2 separate regions of the Sus scrofa genome follow, and region 2 is linked to region 1. A link is a contact called in public Hi-C data. All regions are on one chromosome and are shown on one strand. The core of a region is the stretch at or near the end of the contact, and the rest is flanking DNA. Distances in the headings are between cores, read along the strand shown.

Evidence for each region. Hi-C and Micro-C count contacts between places; a contact is called where the count stands out from the background.
Region 2: a Hi-C map of liver shows a contact between it and region 1, with 11 times the contacts expected there. A contact is called at or near these places in 3 of 47 Hi-C or Micro-C datasets (embryonic fibroblasts and liver).

What each region holds. Positions count from the first base shown.
Region 1 is chr3:127,482,603-127,488,745 of Sscrofa11.1, reverse strand. No RefSeq gene overlaps it. Among named protein-coding and RNA genes, the nearest start is that of ID2, 18 kb to the left of the region's middle.
Region 2 is chr3:127,888,124-127,894,266 of Sscrofa11.1, reverse strand. No RefSeq gene overlaps it. Among named protein-coding and RNA genes, the nearest start is that of ID2, 390 kb to the right of the region's middle.

The sequences.
Region 1 (6,143 bases), core at 2,481-4,980:
GCACAATTTTATTCCAATGTATGTTTGCCTTTCAAAATTATTTGTTGCCTTATCATGCCTTTCTGCAAAAAGAGCATGTACGCAGCTACGTAAATGCTCACCTATATATACAAATTGAAGTTATAAACATTTTTGTTTCCAGTTATCACAAATCGTATTCAACACTTAAACATCTTAATAAGCATTAAGATCCTGTTTTACAGGAAATACATTTCTTAATGAGACAGGTAAGATGGTTTTTCAAGTACCTTGAGTATCCATGGATGAATATTCCTTTTGTATAGAACGAGCCAGAGTTCAGCATGAATTTTCATCCCAGTATTTTTATTTGCAGAGATTTATGTGCCAAGAAACCTAAATAAGTTTCTCACTCACATAAATAAGTAGACGGAATTGGAAGTTGTTTTGATAGAGCACTGTCAATGAGTCTTTTATCTCCCAAATTCTATGCTAGAACGGACGTGGCAGTTCTTTATCAATCTGCATGTTCGGTACACTATCCCCCCGACAACTCAGTCACACCTAGCTTCCCTTTTACTGGTGGCAAGGAACTTGGAGATCACCCGGCTTGAACGTTTCCTCAAAAATGTTTGAGGGAACAAAAGGGGAAGGGGCTTTAGATGGTCTTAGGAACACTGGACAACCTTCCATTTCTCCTCCCACTTTCCCCTCTGCCTCCAGGGGGCGACCCTGGGCTCCCAGAGCCTGTAGGGGTGTTGGAGGCCCTGTAGGTCAATGCTATTCTCCTTCTGGCCATTGGCAGGCACCCAGGACATGGCTTGTTTCTCCACTAAGTCACCAGCCTCCCTTGGGTTTCCGGTTTACAGCATTTGTTGAGCCCTCTCCTCTGCTGTCACCCCCGCTTCCTGAGCTTCTGGTCCTTGCAGGTTGACACAACAGGATGGAGAAGAAAGAGATGCCTGCGTTCATTCTCTCTGTCTTAGCTGGTAGTGAAGGAACCAGTTCACAGAAAGTGCAAGTACTCAGACTTACCCCACTGAGCGTCTTACACTCTAAAGACCAGCCTTGGGGAGTTCCCGGGTAGCCTAGTGGTTAAGGATTTGGCATTGTCACTGCTGTGGCTTGGGTTCGATCCTTGGCCCAGGCACTTCTGCAAACCATGGGCGTGGCTCAAAAATAAATAAATAAGTAAATGAAAAATAAAGACCTGCCTTGAGTGGCCCTCTTCCTCTCAACTCATTAAAACAGGAACCTCATCATTTTTTTAATGTGCTCTACGATGGATTTGCTTTATTGATATTTTCAAAAAGCCCTTTGGAGGAAAGGCCTTAATTAAACAAGGCCCTTTATGGGACATTCCAGGGAATACTGTCCACGCGTTGCTCAGGGGGAAAGGATTTGGGGTGGGGTCTATTTGGAAGAGACTGCACATCATTTTCCCGTCTTGGAGTTTCACGATATACATGGAAAAGTCTAATAAATTATGTAACAAAAAAAATGATTAGAGGAGTTCCCACTGTGGCACAGTGGGTTAAGGATCCGGCTTTACCACAGCTGTGATGTAGGTCCCAGCTGGAGCTCAGATTCTATCCCTGGCCTGGGAACTTCCGTATGCTGTGGGTATGGCCAAAGAAAGAAAAACCAAAACAAAAACAAAACAACACTTACTGGAGTGGCGCTTCTAAACTGAACGGACCACAAATCCAGTTTTTCGTGTAACACCTGCTAACATCCTCGCCAAAGCAGCCTTCCTTCCACAGAACATCCCAAGGGAAAGGCTGTGATAAATCCGGTAAGAGATTTTGGTCAGAAGCTGTTTCCCCAAAAGCTCCCCTTCAGTTGGGTCCTGGGCGTAATAAGGACCCTGCTCAATCCCCCGCTTTGTGAGGGTCCTGGGGCCCCTCAGCATGTGTGTGACAAGACGGACGGACTTTTGACCCCAGGTTGGAACAGTTGCACCGATGGCAAAGGGACAAAGCAGTGTTTTTCTTTCTGATTCTGACATGTGTGCTCTGGGGCATACTGGGAAGGTTGTAATTTTCCAGGGCAAACTTTGACACTTTGTTTCTGGGTCACTGAGAAAACACTACCTTTCAGTGCCAATTACTGTTTTCCTCAAATCCGCTCTTTTTGTCCAGTTTCCTTTGAAAGACTGGAACAAACGCTAAGCCTCTGGCTTCTCGACTCGTCACTCAAATTCATAGCACAGATTTCTGAGTCCTGCTTGTGTTCAGGTTGTCCTGCAGAATACATGGTTTGCTCTCAAAAGTCACCTCTTTTCCCAGCCCTGGGCACGCTGCTGGAATCAGAGCTCTGACTTTTTTCCACAGTCATGATGTTACTTGTATAGTTATTGATGTCTTCTATACCTTGTTGAATTTTCAAGGCCACACTCTCACTTTTGATGTCATTTCATTCCAGTCAAATCCCTCTGTATACATTTACATTTTATGTGAAACTTTGACTTGCCATAATCTTTGACATCCTTTGCTCCAAATAATGGTACTTTCTTTTAAGCCAATGCATAATAATACATTCTTCTACTTTTCAAGGCTGCTAGAAGGAGATTAACTCAGACAATGTTGAGATTAACGCTGCTGCAAGTCAAAACAAGTTGCAACATGCTGGAAAACAGAGCCCGGTTTTGAGTTTACAAATGAAGGGTGTTAGACCTGAAACTTTGAAGGTCTGTGGAAAGCTTTATGCTTCTGCATGTTGCTAAGCTCAGGACTCTTGTGTGTAAATGATACAATAACAGTCTTAATCACTTATCATTCATTACATTTTCCTCAAGTGTTTGAGATTCAATTATCTTTCAACCTATTGCAGCTCTTTAAGTAATAAATTCTATTAACCTGCTACGCAGCACGTTCAAGTTGGACCCTTGGCCCAGGGCCTTGCAGACGGTGGTGGCTGCGCACGAAGATTCAAAAGGACAGTCCCCTGGGCTGTGATCAGTTTCTAAGCTTTAAAAGACAACCCAGGCAATTCCAGGAGATACTGTGCCGAGAAAGTACGACCCATGAGGAAGAAAAGGGCATGTATTTGGGATTGGATGGAAGTGGGGACAAGTTCACAAAATCAGGACCATCTGTGAATTGAGTTTCCTGAAGATCTTTGTAATATTCAGGACAAATTCGGTTAAGTGGACGGCTTTAGCTTAGAAATCAATTTGCACAGGAATAAACTGGGACCAGATCTTAAAGACCCTTGAAGGTCCATCCAAGGTTACTAGGCTCGGATACGCTGCGTGATGGTGTCATCACCACTAGTGCGCGGGACACGAACGCGGGGCTTTGCGAGGCTCCTCTGGCATCTGCGCACAGACTGGACTGAAGCGGGGAAGCGGCGGGAGGCAGGTGACGCGGTTGGCGAGATGCGAGGCGGAGGGATCCTAAGGGCAGAGGCAGGAGCCTGGCGAGTGATGGGACGAGGAAGTGGGAGAGAGAGGAAGCAAAGGCAACTGGTTTCGGAGCCCGAGTAATGGAAGCAGTGATGGCACCAGGGACAAGGAGGAGCACACATCAGGGCGGGGGGCGGGGGTTACTGGGAGGATGGGTTTGAACTTCGTGTTGGACAGGCTGTAGGTGAGGCGGGGCCGACATCTGGTGGACGCTGTCGGCTGGTGCTGGAGGCGAGGGAGGGCGGGATCCTGGGGCTGGCTGAGCGCATGCGCGGTCTCCTGCCACCCCCCCCCCCCCATCACGTCAGTGCCCAGGGTCACCGCTGTTTCCTCCTTGCCTCATTCCAGAGTCCAAGGTCCTGGTTTTAGTCTGTTTCCAAATGGCAGTCTCTAGGGTGCACAGCGGTCACCCACTCCCTGCCCCTGATGCTGTGGTTAAGGTCTCATGATTGTCGCTGCAGTCTAGACGCTGACTTGCCTCCAGGGAGGTGTGGCAATAGAATAAACCAAAGGAGTCTTTAATTTCTCCAGTTTTCTTCTGGTCACGAAAATACATGTTTTTAAAAATAACTCTCATCTCTGTGTGTGTGTGTGAGAGAGACTGGGTCACTTTGCTGTACAGCAGAAAACTGACAGAACACTGTAAACCAACGAAAATAGAAAAAAATACAAATCCTTATTAGAAAAACCTCACATCCAAAAAGTTCAAACTCTTGCACGTGTACAACAGGAGATGGGTAACACATACCCAGGCAAACTTTGCCATCCACGTTGAAAACAATATGCAGCAAGACAGATACGAGATACCTAGTTACAGGACGGACTACTACTCTGCAGTGAAAAGTCCCGAATGACACCTACGTTCGTCCCCTGGGATAAGCCTCACGGTGTGTCATGAAAGAAGCACGTCAAGGATAAACACTGACAGTATGACTTCACTGACATGAGGTCCAGACCAGGTACACTTGTTCGTGGGCACACGCATAAGACGGAAACACGTAAGGGTACGCAAGGAAGGGTCGGTCACAAGAGGCAAGAGAGTGGTGTCTGCAGGCACTTCCAGAAGAGACACACGAAGGACTTCTAAGATACTGGCTGCTCCTACTTCTTCAACTTGCTGTGGCTCATGGATATTTGCTTTATTAGAGTGACACAGTGAGAAACAGAAATAGGATCTTTGGCCCACGTTCCTGACGCAGAGCCCTAAACTCCTCGGGGCTTCCCCGGGTGATCGGACAGTCTTTTGTTCTAAGGGTGCCTCTTGGTGGCGCCCGGATAAGCATCAGGCTGGGGCTGCTCAGAAGAAAGACCAAACCACGATTAAAGCCTGGAACTTCCGGTCCCACTCTCCGTCCCCGGGGAGCGGACAGGGTCTGAAGACTGAATTCTAGGAGGTGCGCTGGCTGCTTTGAGGTCTGAACGGCACCTGGAGGTCCTGGAGGGAAACACTCCTGGTTTCTCGTGATGAGGGTGCAGCGACAAGAGGCTGGTACCCTGATCTTGGACTTCCAAGCTCCAGAACCGTGAGACACAGATCTCTGCTGTTTATAAGCCTATGGTCAGTCTATGGTGCTTTGTTACGGCGGCCTGAGCCAAGACAAAGATAAAATGAAGCTGAAAGCGGGGTGAAGGCAAACCACTCGATGCAGCACAAAGGTACCTGTCACAACATGACCACTTTGCAACATGCTCAGCTGTGAGCGCCGGGCGGCGGGCCTAAGTGACCGGCAGGTTTTCCTCTCCCTCTGCGCTCAGGAGCCCCTTGGCCACTACCTGGGGGTCTGCAAACCGCGTTGACATCGTCCTTGGAAAGGAAGGCGTGGCTGGGGATACGTGAGTCGGCTTTGGTGTCAGAGCTGGGCTCAAGCTTCTGCTCTAACATGGAAAGGCTGTGAGACATGGGGCAAGGTTTTTCCCTTCTCTCAGCTCTGGTTTTGCCATTTGTGAGACAGGCAAAATATCTGCATCTCCAGATTATTGCAAAGACAGGGAGCGACTGTTTGCAAGTGACTAACATGTAATAAGCACTGGGGAAGCCGTGCCAGACACTGAGGGCTTCTAATAGACGAAGAAACGAAAGCCGACTCGTAATGGCCAGCGGAGAAACAGCGGACCCAGGCCGCCCGAGACTCCGTCCTCATGTCACCCGCAGTGTACTGACCGACTGACTCACCATTTCAGGGACGGGACTGATCAGATCAGCCATCTGCCGAAGTCACATTTAAACACACACATGCACGTGCACACACACACTCTCTCCCTCCCCCGCCAGCACCAGTGTAAATACTTCGAGTTGGTTCTGTCCATCCTAATGGACGAGCTCAGTGCAGGAGACCCGGTCAGTGAGGACGGTGTGGCCAGCCAGGCGACGGGTTCTGAGATGCACAAGGACTTAGAGGCCCAGGGGGCCCACGGATCCGGACTCCTTCAGCATCGAGGGTGCAGGTTCAGGGGAAGGACGGAGGAAGGAGACCGGGCTTCGGTGGGAAAACCCGGGACTCACTCGGCAGAGTGCGACGGCTCAGATGTGTTCAACACTCACCACGCACATTTTCTACAACAACGCAGCGTGGAAACCGAGGCACAGAGACCCACGGAAGACAGCGTGATGGGTACCGGGCTGAGGGAATCAGGCACCGCGGTGGGAAAATCACCAGACTTGGAGTCAGCAAAGGAGGGTTGGTGTCTTTGTTCTGTTTCCTAGCTCAGTGACCTTGGGCGGGGTGGGGAGAGGTCTCAGACTCCCAAATCTTTAGTTTTCTCAAAATGAAGATGATGC
Region 2 (6,143 bases), core at 2,632-5,131, 410 kb before region 1:
ATGGAGGTTCCCTGGCTAGGGGTCTATTCAGAGCAGTTGCTGCCGACCTACGCCAGAGCCACAGCAACGCCAGATCCAAGCCACATCTGTGACCCACACCACAGCTCATGGCCACGCTGGATCCCCAACCCACTGATCGAGGCCCAGGATCGAACCTGCAACCTCATGGTTCCTAGTCAGATTCGTTTCCCGCTTCGCCACGACAGGAACTCCCCCTGAATGCATTTGACATGAAAAGTTTGAGTAACAGCATTTGTCCATTTTCTCCTTGACAATCCTATCTCCCCAAAAAGAAAATCTTTGAAAATGATAGGCATTCCATACACAAAAGCGTAAGAAACTTTCTATATTAACTTGGTACATGCTATCAGAAATATAAAAATGGGATAGCTGGCTTTGGCGAGACACCCTCTAACAGCGCTAGGTAGATGGACGGTCCATGTCTCAGCCTCACAGCAGGCAGAAGCCATCTTCTCCTGCCTTGAGAAGCTCAGCTTGTTTTCCATGGCTTATGTTGTACCAGTAACTCATTAGAAAGGTTGAATTCTCAATTCTCATACTAAGCCGGCAGACGTGCCATCCAAGTCCCATGCTCCCATCCACTACTTTTATCCTAAAGGGGGAGAACACGGGAGTTTTGGGAACATCCCTGATGGAATGTATTTCAGATCCACCTCCTCCCACCAATGACAGGGAACGTGCTCTGTGATTTTCCAAGAACCACATTTTCTTTAGACTAAAGAAAGACATGCTACCAAAACAGCCACCACCGAGCTGGATGCAGGATTCAAAATCCACCTGGATTGGCAGTTTCTCCCAGTGGCGAAGAATATTCATCCAGCTAGTGCCACATGCAGAATTCATTTCATCCAGAGAACAGCTGAGCCTCCTAGAGTTCCAGGAAGCAGTCAGTGGAAGTGTTCCTCTCCCCAGGCCCCCTACCCCCTGCCACTCTGTTTTAATGATAAGACACAGGGAGAAGGAAAGCATGGTGACAATGGAGACTCCTTTGTCACAGGAGAGAATAGCCACAATAATGTCCCTTTGCAAACCTCCCTGGTCTCCTGGAAAGAATGAATCTCATTAGTACATGCAGGTGTGTGTGATCTCCGGCTCCCAAGGTTTTGATGTGTAGAGGTCTTGGAGGGGATATTTCATTCACTAAAAGAGGGTGCCCTAATCGTGAAAACTCTCCTGCCTTTCTGTTCGAGTTAAGGGGAAAGCTGCAAATCTCCTGGGATGCTGTGTTCTCATTACCCCAGATCAGTCTAGACGGAACACCCCTCATTTCCGAAGCTGAAGCCATTTGGATGAGCTCCCTCAAGAACAAATGCTTCTATTAGCTAAAATTAAAATAATCAGGCCAAGCTGGGGTGGACAAGTTATAATGTTCATATTTCTGAGATAAATCACTGTAGGATCAGGAGGTCGACATGGCCAGCAAGACAGAGGGAACGAAAATCCAGGTCTCAAACATGTTTCTGGCACCAGTTTGTAGCTGTGCCACTAGCTTTAGAAAGAAACTCAAATGTTCAACAAAACTACTCCAGACAACACAGACCATCCTCTGGACCTCTTATTTGGCACTTAATCATGTTCCATGAGTGCATATCCTACCCACGAGAACAAGATGTATCTAACCCTTCCTGTGCTTGTTCATGTCCTATCACAATGCAGGTTCCAGAAACAGCTGTACATTGATCATTTACATTAAATCTGACATGGAAAGGACCACGGTGAATGAGCTGAATGAGCAACATGGCTTAAAAAAGAAAGATCACAGCTCCAGAACCTAGAACTTACGCCATAACTGTAACTCACACTAACTCACACCGCAGCTTGGTACATTTGTTACACTGAGCAGGACTCAGGTTCCTCATCTTTAAACAGGGATAATAATACTATGTATCTAGAGAGACTGTTGAAATCCTCAAGGGTAGTGACTCTGTGGTGCGCAGTGGCAGCTGGGACTGCTATGCCCCTGGCCCCCTAGAAATCAAGCTTATTGTCTTTAGGTCAAACTTCTCATAACTTCTGCATCACTGCTGGGGTTTTATTTTAGTTCAGCAATTGTTTTTGTTATTATCTTGAAAATACTAACATGAAATTTTTTTAAATTTTTATTTAATTTTTTATTTTTTTAGGGCTGCAATCATGGCATATGGAAGTTCCCAGGCTAGGGGTCGTATTGAAGCTAGAGCTGCTGGTCTACACCACAGCCACAGCAATGCCAGATCCGAGCACATCTGCAACCTAATATAGCACAGGTCACGGCAACACTGGATCCTTAACCCACTGAGAAAGGCCAGGGATCAAACCTGTGTCCTTATGGATGCTAGTCAGATTCGTTTCCTATGAGCCACAACAGGAACTCTCTAACATGAATTTTTAACAAGACCCCTAATGGCTGTGTACTTTGGGGGATGGAGAGAAATGGAAAGGTGTGCCTGCGGGGAAATTAGACTCTGCCTGTAGAACCAGGACTAAGACAACACAAAAAGACCTGATCTCCAAAGCCACGTGCTGGGTAAGTGCCTGCCCATGGGCCCTTCGGTAAATGCCAGTCTACTGAGTGGAATGAAGTCAGGTGGCAAAGCGGAAGGAACACCAAGAGGACACAGTGAATGGCCATAACCAGAAGAAAGCGTGTAGAGTTCGTTTCATCAACTTGATCATCCAACACAGGGCCGTGGACCCCCTGGCTTTGCGAGACGTGAGCAAATGCGGGAAGGATGGAGGGGTCCAGTGGGTCCGAGTGGTGAGCAGGTGGCTCCATGAAAGGCAATAGCCAGAAGCATCACTTTCAGAAAGAAAGCATTCAGGATTCAGGAAAAAAAGCGTATTTCACTTGTTTTTCCCAGGGTTGATGGTGAGTGTTATGTTACTGATATTGGCCCTGAATGCGATACAGGGGTCTCTTTCCGATCAGCTGAGCTTGTTCAAGACTATCTCCCAGGGGAGGTTAAGCTGCCCCTGTGCCTGTCTTGTGCCCTCTCATCACAGAAGGCCTGGCAGTGACTAGAAATCCAGACCTGAAGTCAGGGCCCCCAGGTGTGCAGCCTCAGCCCAGAGATACCCTGAGACACTGGCCAGCAATGCAGTGCCCCCACCGAGCCCCTGGCCAAGCACTGGCCAGGAGCCCGGGGACCTGGTCAGGTTCCCGCTCTGCCACTCACCTTATGTCCAAGCCCTGGAGCGGCCCCTGGAGCTGGTTGGTGTCGCCAACCCTCAGGGCAGGTCGGGCCACACAGCTGCTTGGAACTGGCTGGCACTTCAACAACGCATCCACGAGGAGCAGGCCTGTGGGCCCGAATGATGGAAGATGTGAGCTGCGGGGATCAGATGTCTGCCCTCCGGCTTGTGTGCAGGAGAATCCCCCTGTTCCAGAGCCAGAAGGCCGCTCAGAGGCCCCCCATCCTTCTCACTCCACAGCAGCAGGAGCTCAGGCCAACTGGGCCTCTGGCCACAACTGTAGGGCTGCAAGGCAGACAGGACGGCGGGCGGATGAGGTGCCGACGGCTGCCATGCTGGCAGACGCTACCTCTTCACCAGGCTCTTAGGACATCATCCGAGGTTATATTTAACCTGTCGTCCTGGGCCAACAGCCGCCTCGCAGACATGGAGACCCTGAGATGTTCCTGAAGATTGAAGCCCACTTCACATGCTGGTTTAGGTCACAGAGTGGAAACATCCAGAAATAAGACGTCATGACTCTGCTGACACAGTTGGACGACAGCTGATCCATGTGGAAGGGACTTGTTCGTCGAGCTGTGGGGGCGCACTTTGCGCCCAAGGATTCCCTGAAGCAGGAAATAGTTCCCCACAGTCCCGGCTTTAATAAGTGAAAGAACCAGGCTGGACACTCTGTTCCGTATGAGGCCAATGCCAGGCGTGTCTGGCTTTGCTGTGTTTACTCACGGTCACTGCTTTGTGCCCTACTGCTCCCTTCAAATCCACCTCAGCACACAGCACCATTAAGACACCAAAATCATAACTCATGGTGGACTATCCATCTCCATCCAAACAAGTTTGCTCGGTTAACCTGTCGGACCCCACTGCGCCCTGACTATCTAGCTGACAATCATAGGAGGAGGGATGAGTCCGGTTGGAAGGAAGCACAGGAGAACCACAGCTAGCCAAACCTGGAGGTGGAGGGGGCGGGATGTTGCAGCGCATCTGGGCTCTATAACCAAGATCAGAAGACGCTAGGCCGGTGAGGAGGGGCTGAGAGCATGAGGAAAGAAGGTCTCCAAATATCTGTAATTCAAGGAACCTGTCGGCCCCGTGATGTTGCTCATGCATTTTGCAGTTTGTGTTCATGAGGGGGCAGAGCATAAGCCCCAACCACTCCCACCACCAATCAACAGAAAAGGAACAGACAGGTCAGGAACACGCAGAGCCAGTGCCACCCCCCTGCGTCACTCACTGTTCCTTCCTCCGGATGCTCGCCTCTCACTCCATCCCTCCTCCACCTCTGTTCAAACTCTGCCTGTTCATCAAGGGTCAAGGACAGATCCATGGATGGTTTCTTCCCAGACACATCCCTGTCCGTCTCCTGGAACCAGTTTCCCACTTCTCTGTGGGGACCACTGACTCCTTGAGGAAGTGGACACCTCAGCGCCCCTCTGTGGCTTCCACTCACCTTCCCACTCGGTCCTTGACACGTAGCAGACAAGGATGCCAGTGCAGTTTCAATGAGCTGGACTCCTGGGCGGAGCAGCATCGGGGGACGGATGCACAGGAAGGACAGGTTGGACAGTCACCGCACTGAGAACTAGGGTCCTGACCCAGTGGAGGAGGAGAGCAGCAAGTGTGGGGACCCAAGGGAGTGATGTGGGAGCTCAGATGGCCCAGGTGACAGTCTGGCCTTCACCCTAACCTGGTTCCAAAGTGGCAATGGGAATGCCGTTGTTCTCAGGAGGTCTCGTGAGTTTTACATGAGATAATGTGTGAGAACAACGGTCGGTACGCTCCACGCTGCTTGGAAAGGCTACCATAAAATCCGTACGATTGTACACTGCTACTTGGAGTCCAGTGTCATTGTTTCCCTCCCTCTGTGGCTTCAGGTCATTGACGGCTGATTCTGCACTCAGAGTTGGCTCATTTGCTCCCAAATGATGACCCCCAGACTGGTCTGTCTTTGGGGCTGTGGACAAAACCCAGGATCCCACGCTGACCCATCAGGAAGAGCCCAGTTCATTCGCTGTGGTTTTGTGCTTCCATCTCTTTTCTCCAATGAAGGCCTTGGCCTTGATGGCGTCCAGGACCACCGTCAGAGGTAGAATTCACTGACCAGGCTGAGGGCGCTGGGGCCTCAGGGAAACCCTGCTACACGTGGTCGTGCGACTCCAGGGCTCCTTTTTTTCTTGCTTCTCCTTCTGTAGCTTTAAAGGTCCCATCCAACATTCCCAAGTCCAAGGATCAGGGAGTGTCCCCTCCGTGTCACTTTCTCATGTGCTCTGCCATCAGCACACACGATTCAATCCTTCCTCCCCACCTGGCTTACACACGCATGCAGCAATGACCTTGGTTTTACGCTTTTCTACAATTGCTGCAAAGGAAATGCCAGGGCTTCTGGAAGCAACCTGGACAAAAGAGGCAGTGTGAGCTCAGGCTGCCTCTGTAGGTTGATGGTAAAAGTGCCCATGTTAAGACAGGAGTTATAAAACAAACCGTCTTTCCCCTATTACCAGGGAAAGAAGCCATTTCCCTGCTCCCTGGTGGGGAACTAAATTGAGGACATTTCTTGTGCTCGAGCTGCACCTCTGAATCACAGGGTCAGCGTTACACCCACTGAAGTGCCTGTTGTGCTCTGGACAAGAATTCCAGGCCATCACAGCAGGGGCCTAGAGGAATTCCCAAGGGGATCACCAGGCCTGGCAGCTTTCTGACCTGCCTCCCTTTGAAGCATGATGTGCTGACTGAGTCATTTCCAAATCTGACTGACCCACATTTTCAGTTATGTTCAGTCACATCAAGTCAGCACACAAACGCTGTGCCTCCTCTGTGCTGGGCTCTGGGCTCAACCAAGAAGCAGAAACATGAGGTTTTGAAAGTACCAAAGTGCATGAAGATTGCACTGACAGTTAATTATCGAATGGGGCTGGCGGCCAAGAAAACCTGACGCAGAAAGAAGAGGGTGG